Regions from separate parts of the Mus musculus genome. Here region 2 is linked to region 1. Evidence: chromatin contacts called from public promoter capture Hi-C data. All regions are on one chromosome and are shown on one strand. The core of a region is the stretch at or near the end of the contact, and the rest is flanking DNA. Distances in the headings are between cores, read along the strand shown. Region 1 holds the start of Kel (Kell blood group). Region 2 holds the start of Olfr452 (olfactory receptor 452).

What was found. Promoter capture Hi-C pulls out the DNA fragments that hold promoters and counts their contacts.
Region 2: a contact with region 1 is called in a promoter capture Hi-C map of stem cell-derived epiblast-like cells, with 3 times the contacts expected there. The contact joins the promoter of Olfr452 here to the promoter of Kel in region 1. A contact is called at or near these places in 5 of 39 promoter capture datasets (cranial neural crest, embryonic stem cells, hippocampal neurons and 2 more).

What each region holds. Positions count from the first base shown.
Region 1 is chr6:41,702,853-41,706,257 of GRCm38.p6, forward strand. Kel (Kell blood group) reads right to left here and starts at 1,473. Exons shown (of 19, transcript NM_032540.3): 1 at 1,305-1,473; 2 at 910-1,021; 3 at 507-648; 4 at 60-236. The coding sequence starts at 933. Gm38796 (a long non-coding RNA gene) reads left to right here and starts at 3,335. Exons shown (of 3, transcript XR_869008.1): 1 at 3,335-3,405.
Region 2 is chr6:42,788,521-42,792,059 of GRCm38.p6, forward strand. Olfr452 (olfactory receptor 452) reads left to right here and starts at 1,521. Exons shown (of 1, transcript NM_001011869.1): 1 at 1,521-2,474. The coding sequence starts at 1,521. The coding sequence ends at 2,474.

The DNA of each region.
Region 1 (3,405 bases), core at 223-2,722:
ATCAAGATCATATGAGACTCAGTTTTGTACTTGCTCAGACTCTGCCAATGTGTCCTCACCCAACAGTCTCCACAGTCGGCTCTTGTTCTCTTCTGTAAGTGCTTGGAAAGAGTCACTGGTCCCATTGGCTTTTTCACAGGCAAAGCTGAAAAAGTCAGTGCAGGGGGCCACGCTTCTGTTTCCAGAGGCCAGGTAATGGTCCAGGAGCTCCATACACACAGGTGTCTCACATGGACCTGTGAAAGAAAAGCTCAGAGCTAGGTAAGAAGAACAAAGTGAACAAGGGCTCCCCCCAGGGGCTGGCAAAGGACTTTTAGTGAGGTGCATAGGAGGGACAGACCTTAGGACTTGTTGCCTGCTGTGTGTTGGATTCAGAGAGAAAGCAGTCTAGATCCCCAGGGACCATGAAGATAGGGGCAAGTTTGGCATGGGGCAGGAGTATTAGAGGTAGGGACCAAGGCATATGACAGAGGGCTGCCTGGGTCAGGGGTGTTCCATGATCTTACAAGGACCACAGTTCCGGAAGATGTAAAACCAAAGCATAGAAGAACCAAGGAGCAGGCCACAGAGCAGGACAGCTAGCAGCACCCATCTGGCTCTTGTCAACTGTCTGCTCCATTCAGTGGGAAGCCTCTCTTCTGGAGAACTCTAGTCAGGGAACCAAGAGGGGGAAAAGAAAAACATCACAAAGAAGTTTGGGAGGATAGAGAGGACAAGATTATAAGGAGAAGGGGGTAAAAGGGTTAGTGTTATTGTTCCTTTGTATAGAGGCAATTCTGTTTATTCTCCTTAAAAGCCAGCCTTTCTTAGATCTTTAGTACAGATTGCATTCATTTGATGAAAGGATCAAACAGGATTTTCAGGACTTTAGAAAAAGAAGATATCAGTGTGATGGCAGAGGCCACTTACCTCCTGGCTCCAGGGAGGTCCCATTGTGCTGCTCTGGCTCTGTCCCCTCAGCTTTCCCCCTTTTTGTCCTTCTCCTCCTGAAGTGACTAGAGGAAGGAGGAGGGCAAAGAATCTGGTTCCAAAAGGAAGGATATATTAAAGATAGAATTGTCATGCCACTCTGGCCCTCCTCCCCACATTTTCATCTTAAGGCCATTTCCCGAATGAAGCACTTCTTGGGTGTTCCAGTTTCCCCACCTTCCCCCATTAACTGCCTTGCTTGTCCCTTCTATTCTGGAGGCTTCAGACTCCCTCCTCTCTAGCACTTGTTGGGGAGACACAATATTTGCACATAGCCACCCTAACCCCCAACTAGGCTCTGTCTCCAGAAGGGGATGTTTCTCAAGAACACTTGCCATCTGTCTCTGCTCCTCTCTGGCTCCCAGAATCCTCTCTGGTTTTGTTTCAGCTGCTGTATCTAAAGCATTCAGAAAATGACCTCCCTTTTGCCCCTAGTCCCAGTGGCCCTGGAGAAGGGGCAACTCTTCCACTCTCTCTGTCCCCAAATGTGTACTGTTGGCCTCTGGGTGGAGCCTGCTTATCAGTGAGGGAACACTCAGGCCTCACCTCCTCTTTTATCTTAGTTTCTCAGGGGAGAGAGGGAGGAGCTCACTCAACAAGCAATCTTGCCCTGCGTCTGCTCCTTGTGTTTGGCTCTGTAACTTTGTTCATAATGTCTCTTTATTTCTTGAATATCCTTTTCTCCTCTCCTCTCTTTTTTGATTGAAATCTCCCAGATTCTTTAGTTCCTGAGTCAAATGGCACTTGCCAGGGAGAGCTCAGCATCCCATTAAACACTGTTCCCAAGCATGCTTCATTGCTTGTCCTTGTGAGCCATGGCCCTGTTGGTTGTAGTCAGAGCCACACATTAAAAAGATCACCCAAGTAGCAGACCCCAATCTGCTAATTATTAGCTTTGTAACAATAAACAAGCCACTTGTACTCTCAGAAAGGTAAGCAAGTTTTATCATCTGGAAAATGAAGGTAATAGTTTCCCATGCCTGCCTCACAGGGTCTCATATCTGCTGGAAAAGAATGAAGCCCTTATGAGACTCTTTCTTTACTCTGCACTATATTATGACAATGTGATCCTCATCTCCTTATCGGTTGAGAATGTTTTACGGTAGGTACAGTATTTCTTTTTCTTCTTAATCTACAAAGATGTTTCATAAATGTTAGTCAGAATGGATGAAATTTTAAAGCCCAAATCCTGCTTTCCACATCACACTGAGCCCCCGTTAGCAGTCGCAGCAAAGCACACACATTTCTGTTCTCTATATTCTCATCATAGGCAAAATGAGATGTATTAAGATAGTCAAGCTAATGGTATGTATCAGCAGTTTGAATTCACTGGGAGGGGCATGGATGCAGCAGGGTGGCTATGCAATTTGAAAAGTAAGGCAAAGCTAGAGTGTCACTTGGGACAAGTGTCATGAAGGAAGGTCTAAACTTAATGCCATATAAAGCAAGATATTGGGAACAATGAGCCCCTTGAGGGAACGTGTGACAAAATAAAATAATATTTGAGAAAGAACTGTGTGATACTGTGATTTGGAAAGATTGAAACAAAAACTCCAGAAGGTAGTGGCTACCCTGCCAGTGTGCTATGATGAAGCAAGATCTGGCCTAAGCTGATGGCAAATGAAACGAACATGTAGTAAAGATTTCACAGGAAAATAGTCATGGAATCTGATTTTAGGGCTAGGAAATTGTAAAGGGGTCACAGATCGGCTTTGTTGTTGTCTTGGATGGCTAGAAGAATGGTGAGGCCAGAAACAGAAATGGGATTTTGGTTAAGGGTGGGAATGAAGATCAGATTAAGGGAAAATTGATGCTTCATAATATCAGGAGACCAGAGTCTGGGACCCAGCAAGATGGGCCCCATAGGCAACACCTTGTGTGCAAGCCTGAAAACCTGAATTCAATCCCCAGAGCCCATGGCAGAAGGAGAGAACTCATTACCAAAGGTTGCCCTCTTGGGGCCAGAGGAATATTTCAGTGGTTAAGCAAACATACTTGAAGAGGACCTGACTTCAGTTCCCAGCACCCATATTGGGTGACTTCCAATTCCCTATAACACTGGCAGCAGGGAATCTGACACTCACTTGTAGCCTTCATGGACACATGCACTTGCATGTGGAGCACGCACACACACACACACACACACACACACACACACATTAAAGAGTCTATTCTGCTATTCTGCTCTGGAATATACTAAGGTGTGTTCCTTTCTCAGTAAGTCTAAGGCTCTCTATCCATGAGTACTCTGACTTTCACTCCATTCATTTTCTCCCTTATTTTGTGGCAGCCAACCCCTTAGTTGACAATTCTCTAGGAAAATGATGATAAGGACATTTCAGAGTGTATGAGTGTAAGCTAGCTTCCGGTGCCCTTGGTGACATCATGGTCCTGATCCATGAGAGTAACTTGAGGAAGCAGTGGGCTCTGTGACAT
Region 2 (3,539 bases), core at 271-2,770, 1.1 Mb after region 1:
CTGCCTCTGCCTCCCAAGTGCTGGGATTAAAGGCAGCATGACAGTTTTTCATATTAAAGCTAATTGAAGACAACAAACTATGGTAGACAAATCTCATAGATGTTGCAGAATTGTACAATGGGAGAACATGCAACTCTCAGACTAAGATGTTAACTGGGCATTTCTGGAGCCATTTGCTTAGTTTGTTCTTTATCAGGGAAGTGTGGTAACTCTCGTCCTTTATGCTTTAGAAATTGTCAAGATCCTCTGCTTCACTTGATTTCTTCCATCTGATCTTCCATTGCTTTTTACTCATTTCATACACTCTTGAAGCTGTGGCTTTGGTGACCAAGAAGATATGGAGAAGAAATAACATGTCTGTCTTAGAAGACTTTTTGAGACATCTGTTTCTGTTCAATGTTTACAATTGGTATTATGTCTTATTCCTTTTACTGAATAAATCCCCTATATAACACAAGATATCTGAAGGGAAATTACACTCCAGTGGACATCTGTAAGATTTCCTACCTTACTCTATTGAATACTGATGATAGATCCTTAAACATCTGCTTTCCTTCTGTCACTTTGCTCTAGATGGCTAAGCTTCCATATCCCTGTTGCTTTCTTTTCAACTGACACCCAAAGAAGAGGTCCTTAACCACACTAAGGTAAAAGAGAAAACCACCAAGAGCAATGGAATAAGGGTACCATTAGGGCACCCTTGTTCACCACCAACAAAAGACACTACAGCCTATCAAGAAGACCAAAGGTTTCTTTTAAAGGCTGTGAAAGTATTTGTCTATTTTGTGGAAAATATAGGACGGAAATCACATTTAATTTTTTAGGTACCGCAAGATGAGAATTAGGTAGTTATAAGTGCACACAGTACCGTACTAATATTACAGCAATGTTCCCCAAGTGTTTCCCATGCCTAATGCACTTGAAAATTATAGAATGTGAGCCTGTTTGTGTGTGTGAGCTTACCATGATTTGTAAATGAGATGCCTGTCAAAGAAAATTTAGATTTAAAACTATGCCTTTTTATTCTAGATCTTGTCACAAACCCCTAAATCTTCACAATAATTTAATTTGTTTTGTAATTGAGTTTTTAATTTCATTAAAATTAAGATAGGTAACATATTTTAGGCAGTTTAAAAATTTTAAGTCTCTACATTATATATCATTTTACATACCAAAGCCAATCACTATGTTCTTTTTGCACCCCCAAAAGGAAATGGGTTAAAAAAATATAGTGCTTAAAACTGTATTGTCTCACATCCAGGCTACAACTATTCCTCTAAGACACTATCTTTCAAGGGATATAACTATATGCCATAAGACACTGTCCATAAGATACTGGAGTGTTTCTCTGAAGCAGTTGATAAAAGCATGCTACTGTAGTCTCATGAATAAGCAGCAAATGGATAAAGTTGCAGATAGGTCACATATGCTGTGTAATTTTACTTGAAACTCTATAGTTGCTTGATTGCTTATGCTTCCCCCCTACTTTCTGTGCAGATCAATAATCAGTACATTTTTTAATGGAACAAGACAACCAGACATGGGTGCATGAATTCATCCTTCTTGGCCTTTCCAATGACTGGGGCACTCAAGTCTCCCTCTTCGTCCTGTTCTTGCTGATGTACCTGGTGACAGTATTGGGGAACTTCCTCATCATTGTTCTGATCAGACTGGACAGCAGACTCCACACTCCCATGTATTTCTTTCTCACCAACCTGTCCCTGGTGGATGCATCTTATGCCACAAGCATAGTCCCCCAGCTGCTGGCTCATTTCCTTGCCACACACAAAGCAATTCCATTTCTGAGCTGTGCAGCCCAGTTATTTTTTTCCCTGGGCTTGGGTGGGATCGAGTTCCTTCTGCTGGCAGTGATGGCCTATGACCGCTATGTGGCAGTGTGTGATCCTCTGAGGTATTCAGTCATCATGCATACAGGGCTCTGCACAAGGCTGGTCATCACATCGTGGGTCAGTGGCTCCATCAATTCTCTTGTGCACACTGCCATCACCTTCCAGCTGCCCATGTGCACAAATAAGTATATTGATCACATTTCCTGTGAAATTCTAGCTGTGGTCCGATTGGCCTGTGTGGACATTTCATCCAATGAGATTGTGATCATGGTTTCTAGCATTGTCTTGCTTATGACACCTTTCTTTCTGGTTCTTTTGTCCTACATTCAAATCATCTCCACCATTCTGAAAATCCAGTCTACAGAGGGAAGGAGGAAGGCCTTCCACACCTGTGCCTCCCACCTCACTGTGGTAACATTATGCTATGGTACCACCATTTTTACCTACATCCAGCCCCACTCCAGCCCCTCAGTCCTTCAAGAGAAGTTGATTTCCCTTTTTTATGCTGTATTGATGCCCATGCTGAATCCTATGATTTATAGTCTAAGGAATAAGGAGGTGAAAGGGGCTTGGCAGAAACTATTAGGAAAATTCTCTGTGTTCACATCAAAACTGACAAGTTGATGACTCCTGAATATTGATGAGAAGACGGCTTTTCTTCTTTGTTCTCCTCCTAACTCAGTTAGAACAGGTATTTCCATGGCAACAGGGAAGGTGCCGGAAGAACGTGTGTTTACTGTGTTATGCAGGAGTCTGAATGGTGGGTGTGTGACGTGGGTGTATTTTTATGTCACAGGAACGTGTTCAGCGGAAATTCAGCACCGCTGTCATTATTACTCAAACCCACTCTTGTGGTTCTGGTGCATCATCAACCCTAATTCTTTTACTTCATGATATTCAAAAGCTATACTCATTTAAATTCCATTTGTGCTTTCAGTTTTGAGTTTCGACAGCTTTCTGAGCTAGCAGTAAGTGGGGTGATACTCTGAGAGGGCTGAAGTACAGGTGCGTGATTAATACCCAGTAAACTTTTACAAGATCACCTCCTGTGTACTGTAAGGGCAAACTTAGATGTCCACTATGCTACATATATTAGATGCATTATTTCCTTATGATATTTCTAACCTTTGATGAATCTTAAGGAAGTGGATAAGAATGAGAATGTGTAATTAATACACAATGAACATTTTATTGTTGTTTTATGTACATTCTTATTATTAACTTTTACTTATTATTAAATGTTATTAAAATTAACATTTTAAAACCCTATACTGGAAAGCTACTTATTTGTACTTTGGGGAAACTTGTGGTGCAACACTGGTAATCAAATAGTAGTTCCGTGAGGAGTCAAATACATTTCACAGTTGATGCTTTTCTCTCAGTGATACACTGTGTATGTAGCCTCTTCTAGCACATTTTTGATGCACAATATTCTGATGTAGCGATATGAGAATATTGCTATCCAAGAAAATTCAGTGTTTTTGTATATAAGATCTAGCATAATGTGCATTCTGAGGGAACTGGGTAGAGAAACATCAACTAAAATCTTTCCTAAGATTTAGTCACAAACTATTTATACACAGTAGCATTAAAAACCAGTGAAAAAGCCAACACATTTGTATGAACCATACATGAACAGTTTGATAGGAAAATTATTGTGCATGAATGGAGTCTCATCAAAAGCATTAG